3 separate regions of the Mus musculus genome follow, and regions 2 and 3 are each linked to region 1. The links are chromatin contacts, called in public Hi-C and promoter capture Hi-C maps. All regions are on one chromosome and are shown on one strand. Each heading gives the region's core, a stretch centred on a gene start, on an enhancer-like site or on the middle of the called end of the contact. The rest is flanking DNA. Distances are from core to core; before and after follow the strand shown. Region 1 holds the start of Sstr5 (somatostatin receptor 5). Region 2 holds the start of Telo2 (telomere maintenance 2). Region 3 holds the start of Fbxl16 (F-box and leucine-rich repeat protein 16).

Evidence for each region. A called contact is a pair of places that touch in the nucleus more often than the background predicts. Capture Hi-C pulls out chosen DNA fragments and counts their contacts.
Region 2: a promoter capture Hi-C map of pancreatic islet shows a contact between it and region 1. The contact joins the promoter of Telo2 here to the promoter of Sstr5 in region 1. A contact is called at or near these places in 2 of 39 promoter capture datasets (embryonic stem cells and hippocampal neurons), 3 of 115 datasets of contacts at active chromatin or transcription factors (embryonic stem cells and large pre-B cells) and 1 of 9 other capture datasets (pancreatic islet).
Region 3: a contact with region 1 is called in a Hi-C map of embryonic stem cells, with 4 times the contacts expected there. The contact joins the promoter of Fbxl16 here to the promoter of Sstr5 in region 1. A contact is called at or near these places in 24 of 39 promoter capture datasets (the 3T3-L1 cell line, 3T3-L1-derived adipocytes, the HPC-7 cell line and 16 more), 3 of 15 datasets of contacts at CTCF or cohesin (the NIH/3T3 cell line and embryonic stem cells), 20 of 484 Hi-C or Micro-C datasets (the N1E-115 cell line, cerebral cortex, colorectal tumor organoids and 9 more), 12 of 115 datasets of contacts at active chromatin or transcription factors (T-cell acute lymphoblastic leukemia, VIP interneurons, embryonic forebrain and 7 more) and 1 of 9 other capture datasets (embryonic stem cells).

Annotation. Positions count from the first base shown.
Region 1 is chr17:25,495,227-25,499,207 of GRCm38.p6, reverse strand. It overlaps Sstr5 (somatostatin receptor 5), which reads left to right and starts at 1,920. Exons shown (of 3, transcript NM_011425.3): 1 at 1,920-2,086.
Region 2 is chr17:25,113,649-25,117,629 of GRCm38.p6, reverse strand. It overlaps Telo2 (telomere maintenance 2), which reads left to right and starts at 1,663. Exons shown (of 21, transcript NM_001163661.1): 1 at 1,663-2,217; 2 at 2,345-2,693. The coding sequence starts at 2,359.
Region 3 is chr17:25,807,172-25,811,152 of GRCm38.p6, reverse strand. It overlaps Fbxl16 (F-box and leucine-rich repeat protein 16), which reads right to left and starts at 2,054. Exons shown (of 6, transcript NM_001164225.2): 1 at 1,767-2,054.

The DNA of each region.
Region 1 (3,981 bases), core at 671-3,170:
TGCCTAAGTCTCTTCCTCAGTAGACCACACTGCATTGGAGATGGTTCCCAGCCTCCTGCTTGTCTTTATTACAGTCTAAAATTTCTTATTTTTATTATTTTATTTATGTGTACGGTGTTGTACCTGTGTGTGTGTGTGTGTGTGTGTGTGTGTGTGTGTGTGTGTGTGTGTGTGTGTACTACATGTGTGCCTGGTGCCCCCAGAGACCAGAAAGGACATCAAATTCCCTGAAACTAGAGTTACAGACTGTTTTGAGCTACTATGTGGGTGCTGGGGATCAAATCTTGGTCCTGTAGTCAGTATTCTTAACTGCTGAGCTGTCTCTCCAGTCCTTAGAATTTTCTATATAAAATTGTTGTTGTTGTTTATTACTCTCTGCTACACACTGAACTTGTGGGACAGGTGCTGTTTTGTCCCCAGGGCTGTCTGCCTCACTGATAGCGCTCAGAAATGGTCTCCTACATAAACACAGAGAGGATTCAGAAGGCCTGATGAAGAGTGCTCAGATTAACTCCTTAGCCAGAGAGCTCTGGACACTCCATTGCACCTCAGCCTGTCTCCTCAATCCACACAGTCACCACAAAAACTCCTACACCACCTTGAACGTCTGGTTCCCTGCTCATGCCGTGCCTGTTTCTAGCAGAGACCCTGGGATCCAGGGTGGCTTAATCTGCCTTGATGTACCCTGTAAGGCACCAGAGAAGGCAGCCATCAGCCCCTAGAGGCAATGGACTAACAGCTGCCATCTGAAGCCAGAGAGGAGGCCCCCCAGTCTGCAGAACAGTGGAGGTGTCCTTGTGGCAGGATCTGGGCAGCCTCCTCAGGAAGCTGACAGTCACTTAGATGGAGCTCAGGACTAAGGAAAGGTTGAGCTCTTCCTAAATGTGGAGTCCAAATCTGGCTGGGGAGGAGTACCATGAGGAGCTGGAGCACGGGCCATTGCTAAGCAATTGCGCTCTCTCCATTACAAACCTAATCCAAGTTCCATGGAAAAACCATAGAATGGGGGGGAGAGAGAGAGGGAGGGAGGGAAGGAGGGAAGGAGGGAGAGAGAGGGAGAGAGAGAGAGAGAGAGAGAGAGAGAGAGAGAGAGAGAGAGAGAGAGAGAGAGAGAGAGAGAGAGAGAGCGCGAGCACACTCAGGCGCCACCTACCTGATTAGCTGAACCATCTCCACTGGAGGACAAGCAGTATGTAGCTGAGTCCCACATCCTTTATGTGTGTCAGCTGTTCTTGGTGGTACTGCAGAATTTCAGATCAGGTTAAAGAAATGAATTGTGTGCCAGCTCTGAGCCACAGAGCTGCTGGGATAACCCCTGTCCCTAGCTCCAGAGGAGGCAGACACTCAACTCTTGTTAGAGTCAGCAACTCAGTGAGCAGCATCTTAAAGCCTGGGGCCTGGTAGGAAGTACAGACTCAGGCTCACCCCTGCCTGTTCAGGGACCACACTCTGCCTTGAGGATTCCCACTGCCTTCCCTCTGCTCTTGGAACCCTGCTCTTGGAACCTCACCTCAGACATCGCTATAGGCCACCAGACTTCTCTCAGGAGTGAGACTCAGACTCTGCAGGCATCAGAGGGACTCCCTTCAGCCCTAAACTTCCAGTCACAGCTCAAACTGATGGTTGGAAAAAAGGATGGGATGGAGGCGTGGTCTAAGTCACAGTCGACCACACAAGGACTGCACAAAGGTCTCAGAGACTGATAGACTTAGGTGACTTGGAGCATCAGGTGGCTAGATAAGAGTCCACCCAGGCAACCTGACTCTAATGCCCCGACCCCCCCCCCCAATCCTCCCGGAAACCCCCATTCTCGACCTGGCCATGGGAGCTCGCCCTTTCTACCCTGCCTCACCACCCCACCCCACCCCACCCCACCCCACCCCACCCCACCGGAGGCTCTCGGCCAGCCTGGCTTAGCCACGCCCCCTCTATCTCCTCCACCCTCTCCCTCCCCCTAGCCTGAGGGCGGGCGCCGACTTCGTACAGCAATCCAGTGAGCGCTCTGCTCTTTGAGCTCGAGGGCGCTGCCTGACCGCGAAGTACCGCCGCCTCGTCCGCCCCGGCGTGGGCATCCTGTCCTGCACAGGTCTGTCGCTTCTTCCCGCTGTCTCTGCGCGCAGCTCAGGCCTGGGGTCCCGCCTTTCGCCCCCTGCTTGCAGCTCCCAAGCTCCTCTGGGCATCTACGGGGCTCACCTGCCTCTGCCCCAGCTTCTCTCGCGTCTGCTCCCCAACCTCAGAGCTTCATCCTTTTGCCTCTGTCTCGGAGACTCGGAGGCCTCCCGGTGTGCTTGGGTCAGGTCAGAAGCCATAAAGGACCCAGACATCTCCCTCTGCCTATGCGCCCCTCGTCTCTCCATGGCGCGCACCCTATGCCAGGGAGGGTTGTGAACTGGGTGAGCCCAGAGGCCTCAGAACCACGGTCTCGGAGGGAAAGTGGGAGGGCGCAGAGATAACATCAGGCAGGGTAGGAGGTCTGCAGCTGGACGCCGAGGGTGGGGGACGGTCGGGGAGGAGAGCAGCAGCGTACGCATATGGGTCCGCTGGCGGCCGGCAGAGTGGTGTCAACCATGGGGCTGCGGCCTGGCACGTATAGACGCCCTGCAGGATCTGAGTTCCCCGGGATTGTTTGCGCCAGAGCAGGAAATCTGGGTACACCCTTTCCCTCTGGGAATCAAGTCCCCACATGGCCATTGCGGGGCACTTCTGTCTCAGGAGTCCCCCAGTCCTCTAGTCATAACGCTCCCCTACGTGGGATGGAGAATGTCCTAGAACTTTCTTTGATGTTCAAGGTCCTTCCCTTCCCTGCCATCGGTTGTGTGACTTAGGGTTATGAGAACTAGAACCCAGGTGCCCAAAGTCAGATGTTGGGACTGTTGCTGAGCAACAGAATGCATCGCAGGGTCAGGTGGGATGCATGGAGCCTCCAATAGCAGCAATGACCAACCATAACTGGGCATTGGTTTGGTTTCCCGTAATGTAAAGGCTCGGATTTCTGAGGAAGGGGCTGGAAATGGAAATAGCTTTCTTCAGGGCAGGGAGACCCATTGAGCCCCTTTGATGGGTTTGTGCAATCCTGGCCTCCCTGTTGGTCCAACTGCCTAACTTTCCCCCTGCCTTGGCCCAGGCTGCCTCCAGAAGTGTTCTGAGGTGGAGTGTATTTGGGAAAAGGAAGCAAGAGGGGGGTCGTTAATTGCTGTGGACAGGGATGGGGTGCGGTGGGGTGGGGGTGTGGCTCCAGCCCCATCCTCAGCAGAGCAGGAGAGGGGGCAGAAGCTTACAGGATGGGCAATTTGATAGTTGCATCTCCAGATACATCAGGGTCCAGTCGAACATCAAGGTCTCAAAGATCACAGGGCAGGTACTAGGGTGAGGTGGGCAGGGCCAGCACCTGCTAGGGACGTGACATCAATGGGGTTGGCTAAGCAGGTCTTTGGTTGGACTCTGATGTGAAACCCCCTCCTTCACCCCTCCCTCCCACAATTGAAACAGCCTGGGGGGGGCAATTTTCCCCTGAACATGTAATCCTTGTGAATAAAAAATTTGCTCTTTTAAAAATGGTTCTTGCAGAATTATATCCCAAGAGACAGGCACAGCTCTAGGGCCTATTTTGTTCTTTGTAGCCCTGAGACTGGTTGGGAGTTGTAGTGTTTGCACAGACAGCAAGGGCTGGTGGCCTGCTAAGCCATTCCCGGGCTCTGGGTAGCAGTGAGAAGGGGTGGGCCAGAGAGCAGCCTCAGAGGAGCCCAGAGAAACTGAGAGCTTGACTTCAGGTCAGACATGTGTTCAAGAACTACTACCTCAAGCCAGAGCCTCTTCAGGAGGCCTGGAGCCCATCAGCCCTTCCCCCCATCAGTGGACAGCCTGTCTTCAGGGACGGAGTTATCAGCTTCCTCGAGCTCATTTCAGGGCCCTTGGTTGTCTTTCTGGGAGAGGTGGACCCACAAGTCTCTGCAGCGCTTCCGTGCATATTGGTCTTGTGAA
Region 2 (3,981 bases), core at 414-2,913, 380 kb after region 1:
ATTCTGGATGGCTTTAGCAAAAGAATTGCCAGTCAACAACTCCTGGCCTGCCCTAATGCCAGCTCTGACTATCCAGGAAACTCTGAGGGCCTTGAGAAAACTACAAGGTTGCAAATTGCTTCAGGTCTGGAAGATACAGCCCCAAGGCTTTTTGCAACCATTTCGACCAGGTTGAGAAGAACACGTCCTCTGGTGGCCTAGCTGAGGAACTACAGAGGCTGGTGCAAAGACTGTTAGCAGAGGAAGTGCCCCTTTTCAGGATTTGAAGGCAGCCGCTTTGACTCCCTCTGGGAGAGACTTTCCTCATCTCCTCCCTTTTGTTGCAGCTTTAGGTACAGTAAAAGGCTCCTCTCCAGGGTTTGCTTGCCTACTCTCAGTAATGTGGGCTAAGCTGTTATCATGAAAAAAAAAGAGGTGGCAGAGACAGCTGAGCAATTGGCAGGCCAAGCTACAAAAGGGACAGGACAGTCAGTTTTGTCATAGCTGAGGAAGCAGTAGCCAAGGCATCAGGGGAGTGCAGAAACTGAGACTGAATGAGGATAATTGACTAAACCAGAGAAGAGATGGCATAGCCTTGGATGCCAGATGAGTTCCAGAGAGCCAAGAGGTCTCAACCCTAGGCCAAGAATTTTAACACTGGCTGTCATTAAGAGCGAAGGTCTACACAAAAATTGTAAAGCTGTAGGGCTGAAGAGTCCCTACAATCACCAAATCTGCTTAGTGGAAGCTGCACCAGCCACAGGAAAGAGCCAAGGATTCCTGACCTACGTAAGAGCTAGAATACTTTTAGGGCTAAGGGTCCCAATGCCTCCAGTCCCCTAATACTAGGGGAGTCATCTGCCATCTCTCACTGAGGCCAAACATGGAGAAAAAAAAAAAAAAAAGAAAGCTACCATTTGAAGACCTTCTCTTTGACTAACCCCAGTTTTTATTTGTGTAGAGATCCTGGCTGGCTGATCGGTAACACTTCCATGGATGCTGGGAACTGAACTTGGGACCTTGGCAAGAGCCACACGTAATTTAACCTCTAAGATAATCGCTCTGGCCCCTGGTATGCTCTGCTAACTGCTAAGCCTTGAGTGGGCTCATTTCCTGCTCAGGAAGGGTAATTTTGCTTGATGATGTTGAATGAATACAGCTTGCTCAGATTTCCACCCACACCCAGTTCCGCTGAAATGTTGCTCCCTCAATGTATCTTCCAGATCAGGATGGTCAAGAAAAGTTCTGCCATGATGGAATGTTTCACACTGCTAAGTTCAGACGACAGTCAGGATCCCTGGGTGTTTACTCAGCTAGTGGTGTTTCATTTAGGGCAGTTTAGACGCAGTTTGCGTGTTCGCAGTAAACGTGCACCCTTGTGTACCACCAAATACATCAGCGCATCCGCATTACAACTTGGCCATATCCGCTGTTCCTGGCTTCCTTATTCTGTTTCCCTCAGGGCGCCTAGAGAGTTGATTAGTGCTCTAGAGTGGAAAGTCATCCGACCCAAGGCAGCATAGTGGGGTAATGTGCTGGGGAAAGTCTCTCCAGAATTAAGGAAAACAGAGACAGCAGTCACCAGGGGACCAATAGAGCGGACACGCCTACCGGAGTCCTGCCCTCAGGCCTTGCCCACCGTAGGCTCTTAGGCCACGCCTCTTCCTCCTCTTGCGCAGGCGCAGATGCTGCGGTCATCAGCGCGTTGGCGCGCCGCTGATTCGTCCCTAGCCACGCGTTTGTATCAGCCCCAGAAATTCTAAATATCCGTGCAGGTTTCACGTGAGCTCTGCGACTCGAATTCACAGCTGCCCTCAGCTGACACTGAATCTGGCGCGTGGTCCTGGTGCCGTGGCGAATCAGCGGCGCGCAAGAGGGAGCATGTGGCCTCGGCTCTGAAGCATGCTGGCCAGAGGAACCCTGTAGGAGTGGTTGGTCCAGTCGGGGCTGCAGTGTCCTGCCTTGCAGCATGGCCAGTTCCCATACGAGCCGAAGGCCTCGTGTTTAGGGGGCTGGGTGCTAACCTGGAGCTGCAGACGGAGGAGGAGTTTTAGTTATTGCACCCTGGCAAGCCACTCACTCATCCAACTATCAGTGGGTTTGACAGAGGAGACAGCCACAGTGCACCGGTGCAGTCCGGGACTGAAGCTCTGTCAGATCATCGGGCAGGCGGGAAACCCGGAAGAAGGACGGGAGAGCGTGAGTGAGATTGTGAGTGAAGCGCCTGGAAGCGCAGAAGTAAGTGCGTGTGTGTAGGGGGGTGGGGCCTGAGATTTGGAACCGGCCCAACTGTTTCCTCCCTTAACATCGTGGGTGCCATGGGAAGAATTCTTGACACTCTAACATGCTTTTCTCGGACCCTCAGCCCTGTTCTGCAGGATGGACCCAGCCCTGTCTGCTGTCCGGCTCACCGTCCAGGAAGCCATTCACATCCTTTCATCCTCAGAGGATGCTGGCCATATCCTTTCTACCCTGGGGACTCTGAAACGATACCTCGGTGGAACCGAGGATCCAGTTCTTCCTGAGGAGAAGGAGGAGTTTGCCACTGTCCACTTCTCAGCCGTCCTTAGATGTCTGGTCAGCAAGCTGAGCCCAGGTTGGCTGGAGCTGTCCCCCGGTGGCCAGCTGGAGCGGCTTTGGGAGAGCTTCTTCCTGGATGGCCCTCCAGACCAAGCCTTCCTGGTGCTGATGGAAGCCATTGAGAGCACTGCTGGGTGAGCAGTTAGTGAGCAACAGGGCGCCCAAGTTCTGAGAAGGTTCCCAACACCTTAAAACTGTAAGGGGAAGGACCCTGCATCTTAGCCTGGCCTCACTCCTTCTTGTTGAAGGCTGGGAGGAAGAATAGGGTTCCTTGCAGATCAGCACTCAGAGAGTCTCCACTGTCCCTAGCTGATGCCCTAAAGGTCACTTGTTGTCTTCTACTGGGCCCATTCTTTATTCTGTGGCACTTTCAGGATCATCAGGACATTTCAGGGTTTTTTTGTTTGTTTGTTTGTTTGTTTTTGTTTTTCGAGACAGGTTTCTCTGTGTAGCCCTGGCTGTCCTGGAACTCACTCTGTAGACCAGGCTGGTCTCGAACTCAGAAATCCACCTGGCTCTGCCTCCCAAGTGCTGGGATTAAAGGCGTGTGCCACCACCGCCCGGCTAACATGTCAGGTTTTAAATGTTTATCTACCACATTGCTGCTATGGATCCCTGTGTACCCAGGTCCCACATCCGGTTGAATGGCAGTCCTTGGAAGGATCTGTGGCTGTGAGAAGCTGGGGTTTTATAAACTGCTGGGGTGTGGGGGTGGAGAGATGGTTCAGTGCTTAAGAGCACTGGCTGCTTTCCCAGAGGACTGGGTTCAGTTCCCAGCACCCACATGGCTGCTCACAACTCAGTGCAACTCCAGTTCCAGAGGATCTGACACCCTGTTCTGATTTCATAGGTTCTTCGTGCATGTAGTATACAGGCAAAACACCCACACATAAAATATCAAAACTTAAAAAAAAAAAGAAAGAAAGAAAGAAAAGAAAAAGACTTGTGCCAACAGGCCAGAACAGGGGAAGGCCTGGTGTCTATCTGTGCAGGATCGGGGACATCCTATGAGTAACTGGCTGTTCAGCAGGGGAAGAGAAGAGCTTTCCAGCTGATAGGCAAATGTAAATCCTTAGGAAGTAGTTGGGACTAATTCTTTCTTGTGTGTTTCGTTTTGTTTTTTGGTGCTTTTGACAGCTCTGGCTGTCCTGGCCTTGAACTCATAAAGATTCTCTACCCTCTGCCTCCAGAATGCCACCATGCTCAACTTCTTGGTTTTTGAAATGGGGTCTCTCATCTGTTGGAAGGTTGTCAGCTAGGTTAGGCTGTCTGGCCATGGAATCTCAGGCATTCACTTGCCTCTGTATACCTAGGGCTGGGACTTCATGATATTGTCACCTCACCTGGCTTTTTTGGGGGGGCTGTGGGGCTGAGAGAGTTGAGACAGGGTCTCAGCAAACAGCCCTGACTATCCCTGTAACT
Region 3 (3,981 bases), core at 805-3,304, 310 kb before region 1:
GGTGTGTGTGTGCCAGGGACTTGGGGATAGGGAGACCCTTGGCCCAGGAGGTAAACAGACCCAGGTTGAACCTAGGTCAATGCTCCAGAAGATCAAACTAATGCTCTGTGACCAAACTAAGGGCAAATAGTCACGACAGGCTTCATCTTATCACGCCCCCCCTCCCGCTGTTCTGTAGAATATGAGACCTTCAAAACCCAAGGCTCCTTTAGACACCTGCCAAGTGAGGCCCACCTGCACTCTCTGCAGCCAGTTTGGCCATCTGACCACTAATGGGGACAGTTCAGGGCTGCTCACTGACCTCCTGACCTTGCTTTGCTGCCTTCCCCCCCCCCCCAGTGCCAGTCCCGGAAGGTTCATCAGTGACTCTCAGAGGTGAAGGCTTATGGTCAGGAAGGTTGAGTGATGCCCACCAGAAGCCCCTTCTAGTGCCTCTGAAATAGAGAGCCCAATCTCTCAGGGCTACCTAGATGCACTTGTTTTAACTTCATCAGTGCGAGACGGGACCTGTTCAGGTGTATTTGGGAGAACAGGTGAGTGCATACGTGTCCTGGACTTACAGTATGGGTGACTGGGGAGGCAAATAGTGAGGGTGGCAGGAAATGAGGCTGCTGAATCTTGGGCTATCTCAACATCACCCACGTTTTCAACCTTGACTTTCCCTCTCTTCTCCCAATGGCTCCCAGCCCGGCCCTCAGGCCACGTCTAGGCAGGAAATCGAGGCTCCACCATGCCTCTGACCTGATCTAGGCAGCCCCTAATCATCCAGGCTCCTGTCCCAACACCGGCCCCCCCCCCGCCCCTCCCCCCTGCTGCGATGAGGCTGCTGTCCAGCACTTCATCAAAGTGTTGGGCTGGAACAGAGGGTCCCGTGTCCCGAAGGGGCAGCAGGGAGGCCTGAGAAGACCCTGGTCAGTGGGCCCTGGGACAAGATGGCAGTGGAAGTCGGGCCTCCAGGAGGGAGCAGGTGAAGTGGCATCTGCCATCTGCTCCTGGGAGGTCAGCTGCTGGCTCGGGCTGGGAGGGGCTAGCAGGAGGGCTGCTAGGCCAGATCCAGGCCTCAACAGTGCAGCCTTCTCTCCTGGGATGACGGGTGGGGAGGATCCCCCACTGACTAACATCCTAGAAGGACATGGAAGCCCTGCTCAGCAATCTCAGGATGCCCATTCCCCATTTTGAAGCCTTCCAATCTTGGCCAAGGCCCATTTTCTTTTTCTAGAACCAAAGACATGCCAGCCCACTCCCTGGTATAGAGCTGTGGGCGGCAGCTCTATACCAGCTCATGTCCAGAAGGCGTCCAGGACCCCTAGGCCACATATCCACATGGCTCCTCCCTTTTAATTGTATCAACACCTGTCACGTCCTCCAGTCCGCCGGAGGCTCATAGGGCTGGAGTGGGGAGAGCCCAGAGCCAAGCCAGAAGGAGTGGGGGCTGACGGCCTGCAGTTCCGCGTCCTCGCAGCCACCGTGCTTCCTCTCAGCAATTCCGTGGTACGGAGATACAGCCTGACCGCGCTGCCGGTAGCGAGCGGGGCGCAATCAGGCCGGCCACTAGGGTTAGGGGCTGCGGAACCGCTGGCTCAGCGGCCGAAGGGTGAGGTGGGGAAGGGGCTGCGATTACGTAAGCCCTGCTCAGGCGGCGGCGGCCGCGGCGCAGTCCCAAGTCCCCACCCCGCCCCCTCCTCATTGTAGCCTTCGCGGAGGCAGTGGCTCGACCTGGACCCTCCCCTCCCCGCAGCCTGGCCGCGCGCGCACACACACCTTACCTCGGCCAGGGCTTCTGGCTCATGCCACGCTGTCCGCCGGGCGACCTCGCGTCATGGGGAGCTCAGCACCCGAGCCGCCTAGCGCGGAGGCGGCCGAGGTGCTGGACTGGCTAGCAGGGCCCGACTGCGCCCCGCGCCCGGCGCCCCGCGCCAGGGCCCTCTCCGCAGAGTTCCGAGCGGAGCTCCCCGGTGGGAGAGGATCTGCCGCCCTGAGCCTCCCACCGGGGAGGCTGAGGCTGTGCCCAGATAAATAAGGCCGCTTTGCAGGGAACCCGGCGGGCGCCTCCTCCCTCCCCTTCCCCTCCTCCCTGCGCTCCTCCTCCGCGCTCCTCCCCGCGCTCCTCCGCGGCCGCCGCCGGCGCCGCGCGTGCCCCCCGCCCGGCCCTAAGAGCCGCGCCCTCGCGCGCTCCCGGCGTCCGGACCAATCCGGGTTCTAGAGCCAGGCTGAGGTGTCGAGAATCCCCAACCCCGCCCCGCTCCTCTCCGCGCGCTCCCGGTGCGGTACCGACGGGCACGCGCCAGGCGGCAGCACCCGCTCAGCGGCCGGTGTTCGCACAATAACAAACCCCGTAGGCCGCGCGGCCGAAGAGCAGCTTCGAGTGTCCCATCTGCACAAAGTGGTGGCGACCCAGAATCTTGCCAGCTGAGGAGAATTGCGGTCCTTGGCGCGAGCGGTTGGCAGTGGGGTTCCGGATCCTGCGCAGATGCAACTGGCCCTATGTGCCCTTGCTTGGATTGCCACCTGTGAGGGCGAGGAAAGAGAAGCCGAGTGGAGACATCGACATCGTCGCACCTCCACACACACACACACACACCCTCCTTATGGCCCCTAGGATTCATATCCCTTCCGATCCTGTTGCGAGTCAGGCAGAAGAATCCCTGTTCTGGGTGACATAGTCACACACTTGCAAGCAAGTGACTAAAGCAAGCGTCAATGAAAACACAAGACAGTGGAGTGATAGTGGGGAGGGGTTACTTCTGACAATGTCACAAATGATCTGAGACGCCCTCTCTGTCCCCATAGCACTTGGTAGGAATGGTTCGAGAATCGACCTGCCTTATGGAGTTCCACAGGTTCGCTCTGAGATGAAGTAGAGGTCAGGTGGTGGCAGCCTGTATGGACCAGGGAGGGTGGTTTGTGTAAAAGGACCCATTAAGGGCTGCTGGAGAGCCAGACCTCTCAGCAGGCTAAAGGGACCCCAATCTGGGTCTCTCTTGAGACCAGAAACAGCAGATGTTGGGACAGCAGAGTAGCGTCTTGGAAGAGAAGGAGCTTCAGGGTGGAATGTCCTCAGATGAGACCAACTGCTGTGGAGATGGGAGGTCTGTCTCCTGGGAATGATGTGAGGCCTAGGGGCAATAAGAAAGGGAAGTAAGCTGTATCCTAGCTGGTGTGTGTGTGTGTGTGTGTGTGTGTGTGTGTGTGTGTGTGTGTGTGTGTGTGGTGTATGATCATATATGTGAAGGTGCAAATAGAAGTTAGAGGGCAGTCTCAGGTATTTCTTAGGCAGTGTGTGTGAGTGAGTATATGTGTGTGTGTGTGTGTGTGAGAGAGAGAGAGAGAGAAAGAGAGAGAGAGAGAGAGAGAGAGAGAGAGAGAGAGAGAGAGAGAGAGAGAGAGAGGAGAGAGAGACTGATATTAGAATCCTCTTCTACCAGTCTTTAAAAAAATTATATATTTTATGTATGTGAGTATACCATGGCTATCTTCAGACACACCACAAGAGGGCGTCAGATCCCACTACAGATGGTTGTGAGCCACCAGGTGATTGCTGGGATTTGAACTCAGGACCTTTTGCTCAGGTTAAGCAGTCAGTGCTCTTAACCACTGAGCCATCTTGCCAGTCTGTCTTCTACCACTCTTTACCCTGTTTTGTCTTTTCTTTTTTTCTTTTCTTTTTTTTAATGGTTTTAGAGCTTTATCGTTAAAAGGAAGGGAGAAAGAGAGGAGGTAGAAAGAGGGAGAGAGAGCGGCCATGGCCACATAAAGAGAGGGGGAAAAAGAGAGAGATGGAAGAAGGGCTAGAGAGTAAAGTAAAAAAGGGTGAGAGCTTGAAGAGCTATCCTGATTTTTCTTTTCTTTTCTTTTTTGAGACATTTATACTGGACTGCCTGACCCACAGGTCCCCAGGACCCTAATCCTCAGGCAGGCACTTTACCCACAGAACTACCCCTTAGCCTGTATCACCCACTCCCCCCCCCCACTTCCTTTTTC